Linked DNA regions of Mus musculus: region 1 is linked to region 2. A link is a contact called in public promoter capture Hi-C data. All regions are on one chromosome and are shown on one strand. The core of a region is the stretch at or near the end of the contact, and the rest is flanking DNA. Distances in the headings are between cores, read along the strand shown.

Region 1 (6,059 bases), core at 2,487-4,986, 370 kb after region 2:
CCTAGGATACGTCCTCTATGCCATAGCTATGACACTGCTCACTGAACGGGGGAAGCTGCACCAGCTCTGAGCTGCTGGCCATCCTCTCCTGAGCAGACTGTGGCAGGTTGCTTAGAAGCCAGGAATAGAGGGGCAGGTCATCTTCAGTGTTCTTGGGAGTAGTTTCCCTGCAGTGGTGGAGTTATTCAAAAGAACAAAGAGTTGGAAGGGAGAGTGATCCAGGCAGGCCTGACACAGAAGGGTCAGTGTCAGAAGGTTCATAAGCCATTGTGTAAGACAATCAGTGCTGGCCATGGCTCCTCACCTTCAGTCCAAGGGCACACAAGCAGCTCAATATCCACTCCAGGGGAGAAGCAGGGTTCTAAGAGACAGAGCTTGGGGTTGGAGCTTGGTCTGGCCAGCCTCTGTGGACACAAAGCAAAAAAGCATTGGTTTTGCCTGTAAAACTAAGGAATTTAAGGGAGCGTCACATTTGTAACAACACCTGTATGAAAAAAACACCTTCACATCAAAGCTAAGACACCAAAGGGCTCAAGTTCACCCTGCAGGTGAACACCACCATCTCCAAGGTGTTCTTAAACCAGCCCTTTTGTTGTGGGTGTGTAGCTGTTTTTAAAGAAAAAAAAATACCAACCTGTTTTTTTTCAAAGTTATCACTGGGCTTTGTATTTCGATGTAACTTCAGAATACATCATGGGACCCATGACCAAAAGTCAGCTCAAAACATAACTGAACAAGGATCCGAATAAACCATTCTTGCTTCGGAGATTGTCTGGGCTGAATCTTTAGCCTGTTTACCTGCCAAGGGTCCCTGGGCATTTGGGAACTGTGGAGCAAGCTCCTGGACACGGTACCTCCTTACCTCGTGATGGAGTTCTTTCTGACTGAAAGTCCCCTTTCATGCCTAGGGCATGTTGGATTCAACTTCTGCAGAAACAAGACAAGGCAGACTAACCCTGAGGTGGGGGCAGGCCCTGTGGTGCCCTGAGAACTGATTTCCCTGCTTAACACCTCAGAACTGGCTGTCATCCAGAACAAATACCACATTGGCTTCCAGAAACTTCCTTTTTGTTAAACAGTGTCATTTTTATTTTATGTGAGTGAATGTTGCTTGTGTCTGTTCATCATATGTATGCATTTAAGGAGGCCAAGAAGAGGGAGTGGGTGGGTGCTGGAGACCAAACTCCAGGCTTCTGTAGTGCTCTTAATCAACTACTGAGCCATCTCTTCAGCCTCCAGAATCTTAGAGTCATGGGCAGATGGGGCTGACCTATACTAGCCAGCTCCAGGCCAGCATCTTCCCAGGAGTACAACCTCCTTGTGGTGGGAAGGGAAGTTGCCTTTTGAGTGTCCCACTGTTTCCAATTCCCCTGGTCAGAGCTGAATGACTAGCCCTTACCAACAACCCTATCAATATTTATCTTTTGTGTGGGGGATAGAGATAGTTACTCTTGTGTAGCCCAGGCTGGCCTTGAACTCAGAGATACACGTACACTTACCAAGTGTTGGAATCAAAGGCTTGTGCCAACTCTTTACCTAGCCTGTATTTATTTATGAGATGAATATTTTTTTAAATTTTTTTTCTCTTGACAGTTACACACACACACACACACAGGTCATGTCTTACTCCTTCAAGTGCCCCCAGAGTTTAATGTTTTAGACTGACTTATTGGAGTGTGGGGGATGCAGTGCATGCATGCGTGCCATGTATGGACATAGGTCAGAGGTTTGAGGAATGGAACTAGGTTAGGCCTCAAAGCAGGTGTCACCAGTTGTCAGCGTTCAGTTGTCAACTTGATTCACCTGGGAAAGGGACCTTTTCTTGATTGATGTAGCTATCTTCGGGTGGTACCATCCCTAGGCAGGTAGGTCTGGGCTGTATAAGAAAGGTAGCTGAAAGTAAGCTGGGGAGAAAGCCCCAAGCAGTCTCTTGGTTTCTGCTTCAGGCTTCTGCCTTGCCTTGAGTTCCTTCATGGCATCTGTCCATGATAGACTCTAACCTATAAGCTAAAATAAACCCTCTGATGCCCACTTTGCTTTTCTTTTGATCACGGTGTTTATCGCAGCAACAAAAAATAAAATAGGATGCTCAACTAAGCCATCTCCCTGTTTTGGTTTATTTTTAGGATAAGATCTCACTGTGTAGTCTGTAATGAAACTTTGTATCCTAGGCTAGGATTATAGGTATGAGCTTCAAGGATCAGTTTGAAATGATCTTTTTATTATTTGTGTGTGTTTGTTTTGAAGACAGGATTTCACTATGTAGCTCTGCTGACCTGGAACTCTATGTAGATCGGGCTTTTTGCTGTGCAAAGGATGGACCTCTGGGACATGGACATGGTAGACAAGTGTCAAACACTGACCCATTGGGAGGTGACTTTTGCATAGCCTTCTCTTAGAAATTAAGTTTCCAAACCAGGCATTAATCTTAGGATTCAGAAAGGAGGCAGAGGCAGATCTCTGAGTTTGAAGTCAGCCTGGCCTATGTAGCTAAACTATGTCTCAAACAAACAAATCTACCATGTCATAAAAAGTAAGTGGCCTAGTTTTCACGTGGATAAGAGATGAGCCAGCAGTTAAGAAAGAGAGCTTCCTGCTCTTCCAGAAAACCTGAGTTTGGTTTCCAGCAGACACCCAAGGCTGCCTGTAATTCCAGCTCCGGGGCTCAATGCTCACACATGCACACCCACAGAATATACTCATACGGGTACGCATAAATGAAAAAAAAAAAAAAACTAAAGTCTAGAAAGCCAGGACTTTCTTGTTTTTGATCCTGCTGGCTGGGTTCTCTAGGTAAAGGCAAGCACTGGACTTTTGTTTTCTTGAAGACAGGTTCTCACTGTGTAGCTCTGACTGTTCCGGGAACTCACTATGGCAGACTTCGGAACTCTGGAAGATCCACCTGCCTCTGTCTCCCATTTGCTGGAATTAAAGAAGTGGGCTGGCCGGTTCTCTTGTGTTGGTTCAGACAGCTCTATTTATACACAAAGATTCAGTGAGTGTTGGAAGATTTGTGAAACTATTACTATGTATCCAAAAATGTGAGCTATTAAAATGAAAGACTAAGACCCACTTTAAAAGCCAGTGCGACGGGCGGTGGTGGCGCACGCCTTTAATCCCAGCACTGGGGAGGCAGAGGCAGGCGGATTTCTGAGTTCGAGGCCAACCTGGTCTACAAAGTGAGTTCCAGGACAGCCAGGGCTATACAGAGAAACCCTGTCTCGAAAAACAAAAACAAAAAAGCCAGTGCTTTGGCATACATCTATAATCCCGGTTTTACACAATGAATTCCAAGCTAGTTTGCACTACAGAGTGAGACCCTGGTTCAAAAGTACAAGCGGGGCTAGGGTGATGGCTCAGAAGGTATAGTGGTTTCTGCCCAAGCAGGAGAAATTCGGGTCTAAATTCGGGTCCCTAGCACCCACATGAGAAGTGGGGAGGGAAGGCGCACACCCGGGATCTTAAGCGCTGGAAGCCGGGGAAATGGGAAGATCCTGGGGTTCACGGGCCAGCCCAGCTAGTCACAAGACGAGACAGACCTCTTCTCAAAATCTATGAGGTGGGGAATGAGACCGGACGTCGAGTGCTGGTCTCCACAGGCACACGCACCGCACACAGCACTCATAAGAACTACTGTTCCGGACCAGTTCAAGAGTCTGGCGCCTTGGTTTTTGCGGAACGCGGCCGCAGGCCCCGCCCCGCGGCGCGCCCCGCCCTCTCCGGCGCGCCGGTTCCCAAGGCGACCGAGTGCCAGGCTCCAGCAGCCAGTACTGAGCGGCGGCGACGCCTTCATGAGCGGGGCCGGGCTGGCGGCCGGGGCTCGGCCCCTCAGCTCCGCGGCCCCAGGCTCCCGGGGCGCGGCCCGCCTACGCCCGCGCCCTCCCGCCGGCCTGCAGCACGCGGGGACGCAGCCGCCTCCGCTCGGGTTCAGCGAAGCACAGAAGCGGATCCTGGACCTGGAAAAGAGCCTGCAGTTCCTACAGCAGCAGCACTCGGAGACGCTAGTCAAACTCCACGAGGAGATCGAGCACCTGAAGCGGGAGAATAAGGGTGAGCCTCTGGGTGCTGGCCCAGCATTTACAACCTGAAGGTCACGGCCATCAACTCTTAACAGTCTCCGGGTGCGGGGAAGGATGCGGGAGGCTTCTCTTCGGTAGGGCCTGCCGATAGGCTCAGTCCTCCTGTGCCCACCAGCCCAAATGAACGCTGACCCTCCTGTGCACTCTGTGCAGGGCAGGGTGTAGTCCGGCTCATTATTTAAAACTGTTGCCGAAGTTAAACAGCACACAGCAAATTCCAGTAAATGGGTCACCAACTAAGCACATCCAGATTTTGGGCAGGGATTGCCAGGATGCTGCTCCACCCCACCCCCGACCCCCACCCCCAAGGCTTGGCCTACTCAGAACTTCAGGCCACCCTGTGACATAACTGCTTTTCACTGTCTACAGCTCAGCTAGGGTTCCTCTGCTTCCCCCCACTCCATGCCCTGTGCCTCGGGTTTCTCCCTCTTTCTGGTGTTGTCTTTACCTGGGCATCTTATTACATTAGGGCTCTGCTTGAGACTCACCCCATGTCTGACTGACCAGCCCCATGCCACACCCCACTTACCTTACCATTGCCAGGGGCTCCTGGAAGGCTAGCCAGCCATCCTGTCTCACTTCAGCAGCCCTGCAGCCCTGCCCCTGCCTGGCCTAGTGGATGGGCACCTTGCAGGTGTTGGGGATGACAGGGATCAGCTAGAGGCATTTCTGGTCTGAGATGCCTGAGGTAAAGGGTTGGTGGAAAAAGCTGGTGGGACCCAAAGAGCAGGCCACATTTGTGCTCCCAGTGGCTGTAGATTTTAAGTGTGATAAGGAGTATTTGTTTGCTTTCAGATCTCCACTACAAGCTAATCATGAATGAGAAGCCTCAGAAAAAAGGTAGGACTTGCAGGGAGTTATCACTCAAGCCTATCTGGCAGCAGGGAGCCCTGCATGCTAACCCAGAGGAGACCAGTTCTGGGCACTTGGACAGGTGGCCCTTTCCCCAGCCACAGCTTGCTTGTTTGCTCTCAACACCAAAGGCATGACGTGTGTGCAGTAGGGACAATGAGGTGGCTGCATACCCTCCCTCCCTCTGCTGAGCACAGCTCCTGGGCAGCCCCATCCCCTGGTAGGTTGATGGTTGCTGTGGTGCCTGCCTCTGGTTCCCCAGCCCTGTACCGCTGGTTCCTTACACTTGAGTGAGGGGTTTCTTACCACACTCCCTGTATGGAAAACAGCCCTGCTCGAACATGGAGGGCCAGGTAACAGGCAGGAGTGGGTTCTCAGGCTGAGCCCTGCATCTTCCCACAGGCAGCATCTCCACATGGAGCCTTCACTCTGGCAAGTCCGCCTCCAATTCCACGATGTCCGGTGAGCCAGGGCCCAGGCTGGGCAGTCAGCGGGAGGTGTTGCCTAGAGTTGAAAACCCTCTTTCGCAAAGGGGGTGGCCCTGATATCCTATGTACAGAAACAACCAAGAAGGAGACTGGGCCAGGAGTCCTTGAGGGGACGCGCTACAAGCAAGACAAGGCCTGGCTGTCAGTGTAGCCAGATGATGTAGCAGGCCCACCCAGGTAGGGTAGTGAGTGAGTAGCCAAGCCGTTAACAAAGGAACTCAAGTACTTTCCAAGCCCCTATTTTCTCCTGGGAGGTGGGTATGTGCTCCACCAAGCCCCCCCCCCATGACATCTCAGGGACAAAATAAACAGAGCCTCTTCTCCCACTCACTTCCTCTGGGAGGCTACACAACTTCACTAGCAGCAGCCCCAGCTGACCAGCAGCCCAGATGCCAGGACCTACAGTTTGTTCTACCCCAGATGGAAGGCAGCAGCCCCCACTGGGGCTTTTCTGACACAAGCAGCAGGTACCACCACAGGCTTCACTCTACGCTTTGTTCTCTGCAGCCCTCCTCAGAGTGTTCAGTACAGCAGAGGGAACTGATACATGGTCAGGGCTTCCTGGGTACACTGGTTGATCCTAGAGAATGGGCCTTTGGCTCCCAAGGCCTTTAGTGATAGCCCTGTTGGTGTGCCCTGC
Region 2 (6,080 bases), core at 3,217-5,716:
GTGGGTCTGTAGATTATACAGTGAGGGACTTCCTGAGCACATCACTGGCCTAATTACAGTAATAAATACAGACTTTAAGCATGTGGGTAAGATAAAGCCTGGGTGCTCAGAAGGAACGACTTAGCCCAGAGAATAGGTGTGGGCTCCTCAAAGAAAAAGACAGAGCTACAAATGTCTTCTGGCCTCAGGGAACTGATGGCTCTAAACCAAAGCGTGCATGCTGCCGTCAAAGCCCCACGTGTTGAAGCAGGCAGCGAACCAAAGAAGTTTGAGTCGCCTAAAAGGAACAGAAATGACTCAAAGACAGCTGCACCTCAGAAAACCCACCCTGGCATGGGTGACAGCTCCTGAAAGCTGGGAACTGCAGTGTACCACACAGCCTGCAGGCAGCTCAACAGATGTAGAGTCTCTTCTAGGAAACTGAGTTAGTCTGAACCTCTTCCAGGTAGCTTGGCTGGTCTCTGTCTCAGCAGGATTTTACTCATGGAACCTTGAGGAAGGAAGGGTCTCATGAATCTGGTCAGCTTCAGGCACTTCCTGAGTCTTTTGTTGATTAGGTTTGGTTTGGTTTTCTCTGTGTAGCCCTGGCTATCTGGGAACTTACTCTGTAGAACTTTCTTAGAGTTCCACCTGCCCCTGTCTCCCAAGCTCTGGGATAAAAGGTGTGTGCCACCACCTCCCTACAGCCCTTGACTTCTTGAGTCTTTTTCTTTTTTTTCTTTTTTTTTTTTTTTGGTTTTTCGAGACAGGGTTTCTCTGTATAGCCCTGGCTGTCCTGGAACTCACTTTGTAAACCAGGCTGGGCTTGAACTCAGAAATCCGCCTGCCTCTGTCTCCCAAGACTTCCTGAGTCTTAACAGCTTCACTTTAGAACATTGAGTCTTGAGGAACTTCTCTGAGGGAACGGTTTCAACAATGGCTTTTAAGGTAGAGTCAAATGTCATTCTTTACAATGGTCACAGGTAGGATTTGAAGCTATTATCGTCAAAGGCTGGCCCAAAGAGCCTGAGATGGGAGATCACAGGGTGTTTTCAGAGGGGCACCTGACAAGGCTATTGCTGATGAGACAAGAAGCAGAGTTAACGGAGATGCTCATGTGTGTGTGTGTGTGTGTGCGTGTGCGTGCGTGTGTATGTTCTTGCACGTGCATACATTTTTGAGTGTGTGTATGCCCACTCAAGGTCACACATAAGCCTAGTTCATTACTACGTTAGCAATCAGTATCTATAAATGAAGGGCTTATTTATTTGTGTGTAGACCCTCCACAGCAAGTGTTGACAGCAGTTGAGAGATCTCAGGAAGGGAGGGGCTCCTTTCCTTTCCCATATCCTAAGTTGGTTTCTCTACCTTGCCCCATTGGCTACCTTTTGGTGTGAAACAGTGTTTTCTTCTGCCAGTTTTTATCTGGGGATGGTGGTCTAAAGCTTTGGACACGAAGATAAGATTGCCAGTTTGGAGGCTAACCTGGTCTACAGTAGCCAAGGTTACTTAGCAAGAACCTTATTTTTGTTTTATTTTATAAGCAACACATTTGACCATTAAAAAAAAAAAAAAGGCCAGCCCCAGAGGTGAAGCCTGTGGTGTGAGCACAGGCAGTGGAGGTGGGGGAGTCCTAAGTCATCCTTGGTACACAGTTGAGTTTCAGGCTAGTATGAGTAACATGAGACCCTGTCTCCAAGGTAATAAAAGAAAACAAAATCAAACAAAAGAAAAAAGAATCCTAGATTAGCAAAACTCAGTAAGTAAGCTGCAGGTGTGCTGGGTGGCTTATGAAGTGAGCGGTCAAAGGCCGAAGGGGAGGAAGGGACGCTGGCTGAGGGAGAGTTGCTTTGGGAAGAGCCTGTGAACAGAAAAGGCACGGAGAGGGAAGCCCAGGGGTGCGTGGCTCAGAGGGAGACACTTGTCTGGGAGGCTCACCTCCAGCCCAGCCCAGAAAATACAAAAATCAAGTATTCACACCTTCTCCCAAATTACTGGGGCCAGAAGGGCTTCAGAGGCCTGGAGCTTTGAACTTCTTGTGTGGACGAGATGAGGCAGCACTGGAGTCTGGGAATCCGAGTTATGTTGACAGCACTGGGGAATCCCAGCTTAGCCAGAGCTATCAAAACCCACAGCCCTTCCTGTAAATCAATAATTGATGTCTTGGTGCGTGATACTGGGAATTGAACCTTGTGTGTGCAGGGATTCCATTGACCAATATCCCAGCCCATTCATAGCAAAAAGCACTCATTGTTTTTGTTTTTGTTTTTTTGGAGGGGCTGTTTGAGACAAAGTCTCACCCTGTAGCAAAGGCTGGCTATGAATTTGCAGCAGGATTCCTGCCCCAGGCTATCTAATGAAGCTGTAATGGTTTATTACAGCATCCAGAAAGTATGTCCTCTAAATTATGGAATAAATTAGCTTCTTAAAATCTTTAGAGAGATTATATCACCACAGAGTGTGAAAAGGTCCAGTGTGCAGTTAGGAGCACTTGTTGCTCTTCCAGAGCACTGACTTTAGTTCCCATCACCCACATAGGTGGCTCACAACTGCTGGAATTCCAGCTTCAAGGGATCTGATGGACTGCTGAGGCATTTGCACAGATGTGGTATACACACACACACACACACACACACACACACACACACACACACACAGAGAGAGAGAGAGAGAGAAATAAATTGAAGAAAATGATTAAGCAGGTTCCTAGGGAAGTAAGGGGTTGTGTCAAGACCAGCCTGGCTGCAGAATGAGACCCCTTGAGCTAACAGAACCCCTAGATCACAAAACTACATCCCTCCTTTTCTTACTCATACCACACAAGCCCAATCAAAGGTTCTCTAGAGCTGAAACCATGGAGAAAAGAGACCATCAGGCCACCCTAGCACCCAGGTCCTCCCAGGTCCTTCAGCACCACTCAGCACGGCACTATGCTAGGGAAAATCCAGCCACTGAGACCACGACAAAGTTTCATAGCACATGGGGGAGAAAAACATTAAAAATTTTAATTTTAAATGTTTTTCTCAAGCCGGGCACGGTGGCGCATGCCTTTAATCCCAGCACTTGGGAGGCAGAGGCAGGCAGATTTCTGAGTTCAAGGCCAGCCTGGTCTACAAAAGTGAGTTCCAGGACAGCCAGGGCTACACAGAGAAACCCTGTCTCGAAAAAACAACAGCAACAAAAAAATGTTTTTCTCAAAAGTTTAGCACTCCCTGCTTGGTCACTCAGAATCTAAGGTGAGGCACACCTGGTTTAGCCTGTAGTTACAGTAGTTACAGCTACTGTGGCTCTTAAGATTTATTTATTTTTATTTATTATTATTATTATTTTTTTTTTGAGACAGGATTTCTCTGTATAGCCCTGGCTGTCCTGGAACTCACTCTGTAGACCAGGCTGGCCTCGAACTCAGAAATGCGCCTGCCTCTGCCTCCCGAGTGCTGGGATTAAAGGCGTGTGCCACCACCGCCTGGCTAATTTATTTATTTTTAAAGACTTATTTATTTTTATTTATATGAGTACATTGTCACTGTCTTGAGGGCATCAGATCCCATTACAAATGGTTGTGAGCCACTATGTGATTTCTGGGAATTGAACTTATGACCTCTAGAAGAGCAGTCAATACTCTTAACCGCTGAGCCATGTCTTCAGTCCTTCTTTAAAAAAAAAAAAAAAAAAAAAGATTACACACACACATACACACACACTCACACACTATAGCTGTCTTCAGACACACCGGAAGAGGGTATCAGATCCCATTATAGATGGTTGTGGATCACCATGTGGTTGCTGGAAATTGAACTCAGAACCTCTGGAAGAGCAGTCAGTGCTCTTAACCATTGAGCCATCTCTCAAACCCTCTCATTTTTTCTTTCTTTTTTTCTTTGGTTTTTGTTTGTTTGTTTGTTTTTTCGAGACAGGGTTTCTCTGTGTAGCCCTGGCTGTCCTGGAACTCAGGCTGTAGACTAGGCTGGCCTTGAACTCAGAAATCCGCCTGCCTCTGCCTCCCAAGTGCTGGGATTAAAGGCGTGGGCCACCACACCCGGCCCTCATTTTCTTTTGAGTCAGGGTCTTGTTTAGACCTCTAGGCTGACCTTGAACTCTAGGTGATCTTGCCTCAGCCTCTAGTATTTTGGGATTACAAGGTACGGACCATCAAGTCTGGTCCTTCCTTAGAACTTTAGTAACTTTTTACCAATCAGATCTGGACTGTGATATTTTTGTTTTTTGTTTTGTTTTTCTTTTTTTTGAGACAGGTCCGCATGTAGCCTTGGCTAATTTCAAACTCCGTATGTAGCAAAGGATGACCTTGAACTCCTGATCTTCGTGCCCTCACACCTCCAAGAGATAGAATTACAGATGTGGGCAACCAAGCCCGGCTTTGTATACCTGAATTGGTCGGGCGTGATCCGTCTCGGTTGGGTTCGGGCGCCCTCTGCTGCCTATTGTGACGCGGGCCACCAAGTTACCCAGGCGGTGGAGGTCGGGGCGGAGCTCTGGAGCCATGACTGAGCCGCAGGAGCAGCTGCTGCAGCTGCAGAAGGACAACCGAGATGGCCGCCTGCGGAAGCAGGAGCTAGAAGAGCTGGTGCGTGGGCTGGAAGCCGAGAGCGAGAGCCTCACCGGGCGCCTGGAGGAGCTGCGGGAGCGCGAGCGCAGGTGCGAGGGCACCGAGGCCCCGGCAGGCTTGTTGGCAGTCTCGCTCCAGGCAGTGGGACCCTAGTCTGGAACTCTCAGGCTGGTGGCGGCTCCTTCCCAAAATATCTTGCTCCCTGGTTTTATCCCAGACCAATTCTCCGCCCCCTCTCCCCCTCCCCCGTGTAGCCTGCAGCGGAGACGAAGTCAAGCATCACGAGCCATTCGAGGCGAGGCATGTGAGGCGGCACGGGAGCGTGCGGAGCGGGCTCGTGGGCTGCTGGAGGCGGCGGAGCAGCACCGGCAGGACCTGGTGCGGGCAAGAGCAAGAGGCGGCTCCCGGGGTGGCTAGGCTGGAGGAGGGGCCTAGACAGCCTGGACCCTGTTCGCAGGAGCAACACAATCGGAAGCTGCAGGAACAGTGGGAGGAACTGTCCAGTCAGGTACGTGCAGTGTCTCAGATCATGCCCTAGTCCCCAAGATCCTTGAGCCAGGCACTCACGAGTTCGGTCCCCAGCTTTTCTACTATGGAGGGGAGCAGCTAAGTCAACAGCGAGCGGAGCAGCAACTAGGGAACCAGCTTGTGGCGCTGCAGGTACTTGGGCGGGGCTGTGGGCGGAGTATGGCTGTGGGCAGGGTTATGTGCATTTGTGGGCAGAGTATCAGCCTTCAAGGCCGGGGACCGAGCCTCGAGGCCCAGTGGTGTGCGAGGACTTCAGGTTCTTGACATCACTTGAATCCTCCCGAAGAAACATCTGGAGCTGGCGGAGGCCAAATTCAGCATGCAGGCAGAGGACCTGCGGCAGGTGCGAATGGCGCTGGACTCTGGGGGGGGGGGGGAAGGCGTGTGGGGAGGGCCTGTCATTGCGATGCTCATACCAAGCCCCTGGCTTCTAGGGTGCGCAGCGGACAGAAGAGGCCTGGGCCAGCTTCCAGGAGCAGAGTGGAGTCCTGCAGGTGTGACCCCTCGTTTCTGACAGCGGTTCTCTTTCGAATGCCCTGCGGCCTCGACTCTTTCTTCCTTACTCTCTGACTCGCGATGTAGCGCATCCTCTGCCCTGAATCCCTATTGCCATCCTTCAGGAGCTGCAGGGGAAAGTGATGGAGGCAGCAGCTGCGCTGGAGGCTACGCGCGGTGGCTCGGAACCGTAAGAATTGGGACTTGGAGGGCGTCGGAAGGTGCTAGGCCCAGCCTGGTGGCTCATCTCCGCGCCTGTCCTGCAGGTGGAACTCAGAGCCTCGTCCGGTGCAGGACTGCGCGGGCTCACTCATGGAGGAGGTGGCCAGGGCTGACTGCGTGAGCGTGGGCTGGGAAGCGCGGGCTGAAGCTGGTACCTGCCCACTAGATTTGGCTAGAGCCTAGCGGCTGCCCAGGCAAAAAACTGGATACAGCCCTTTCTCTGCAGGAAAAGCGACTGTTCGGTGGTACAGGCGCGGGAAGCCTCAGGTGAGTGGCTAGTGGGGGTTGG

Evidence for each region. Capture Hi-C pulls out chosen DNA fragments and counts their contacts.
Region 1: a contact with region 2 is called in a promoter capture Hi-C map of liver. The contact joins the promoter of Ccdc74a here to the promoter of Tmem191c in region 2. A contact is called at or near these places in 1 of 484 Hi-C or Micro-C datasets (embryonic stem cells), 1 of 115 datasets of contacts at active chromatin or transcription factors (pancreatic cancer cells) and 2 of 9 other capture datasets (liver and pancreatic islet).

What each region holds. Positions count from the first base shown.
Region 1 is chr16:17,642,734-17,648,792 of GRCm38.p6, forward strand. It overlaps Ccdc74a (coiled-coil domain containing 74A), which reads left to right and starts at 3,737. Exons shown (of 8, transcript NM_001166164.1): 1 at 3,737-4,050; 2 at 4,875-4,919; 3 at 5,334-5,393. The coding sequence starts at 3,792. Smpd4 (sphingomyelin phosphodiesterase 4) reads left to right here. Exons shown (of 19, transcript NM_001164610.1): 19 at 1-2,097. The coding sequence ends at 70.
Region 2 is chr16:17,271,834-17,277,913 of GRCm38.p6, forward strand. It overlaps Tmem191c (transmembrane protein 191C), which reads left to right and starts at 4,467. Exons shown (of 10, transcript NM_177473.3): 1 at 4,467-4,635; 2 at 4,801-4,924; 3 at 5,004-5,054; 4 at 5,129-5,206; 5 at 5,361-5,417; 6 at 5,509-5,568; 7 at 5,695-5,759; 8 at 5,836-5,908; 9 at 6,018-6,058. The coding sequence starts at 4,481.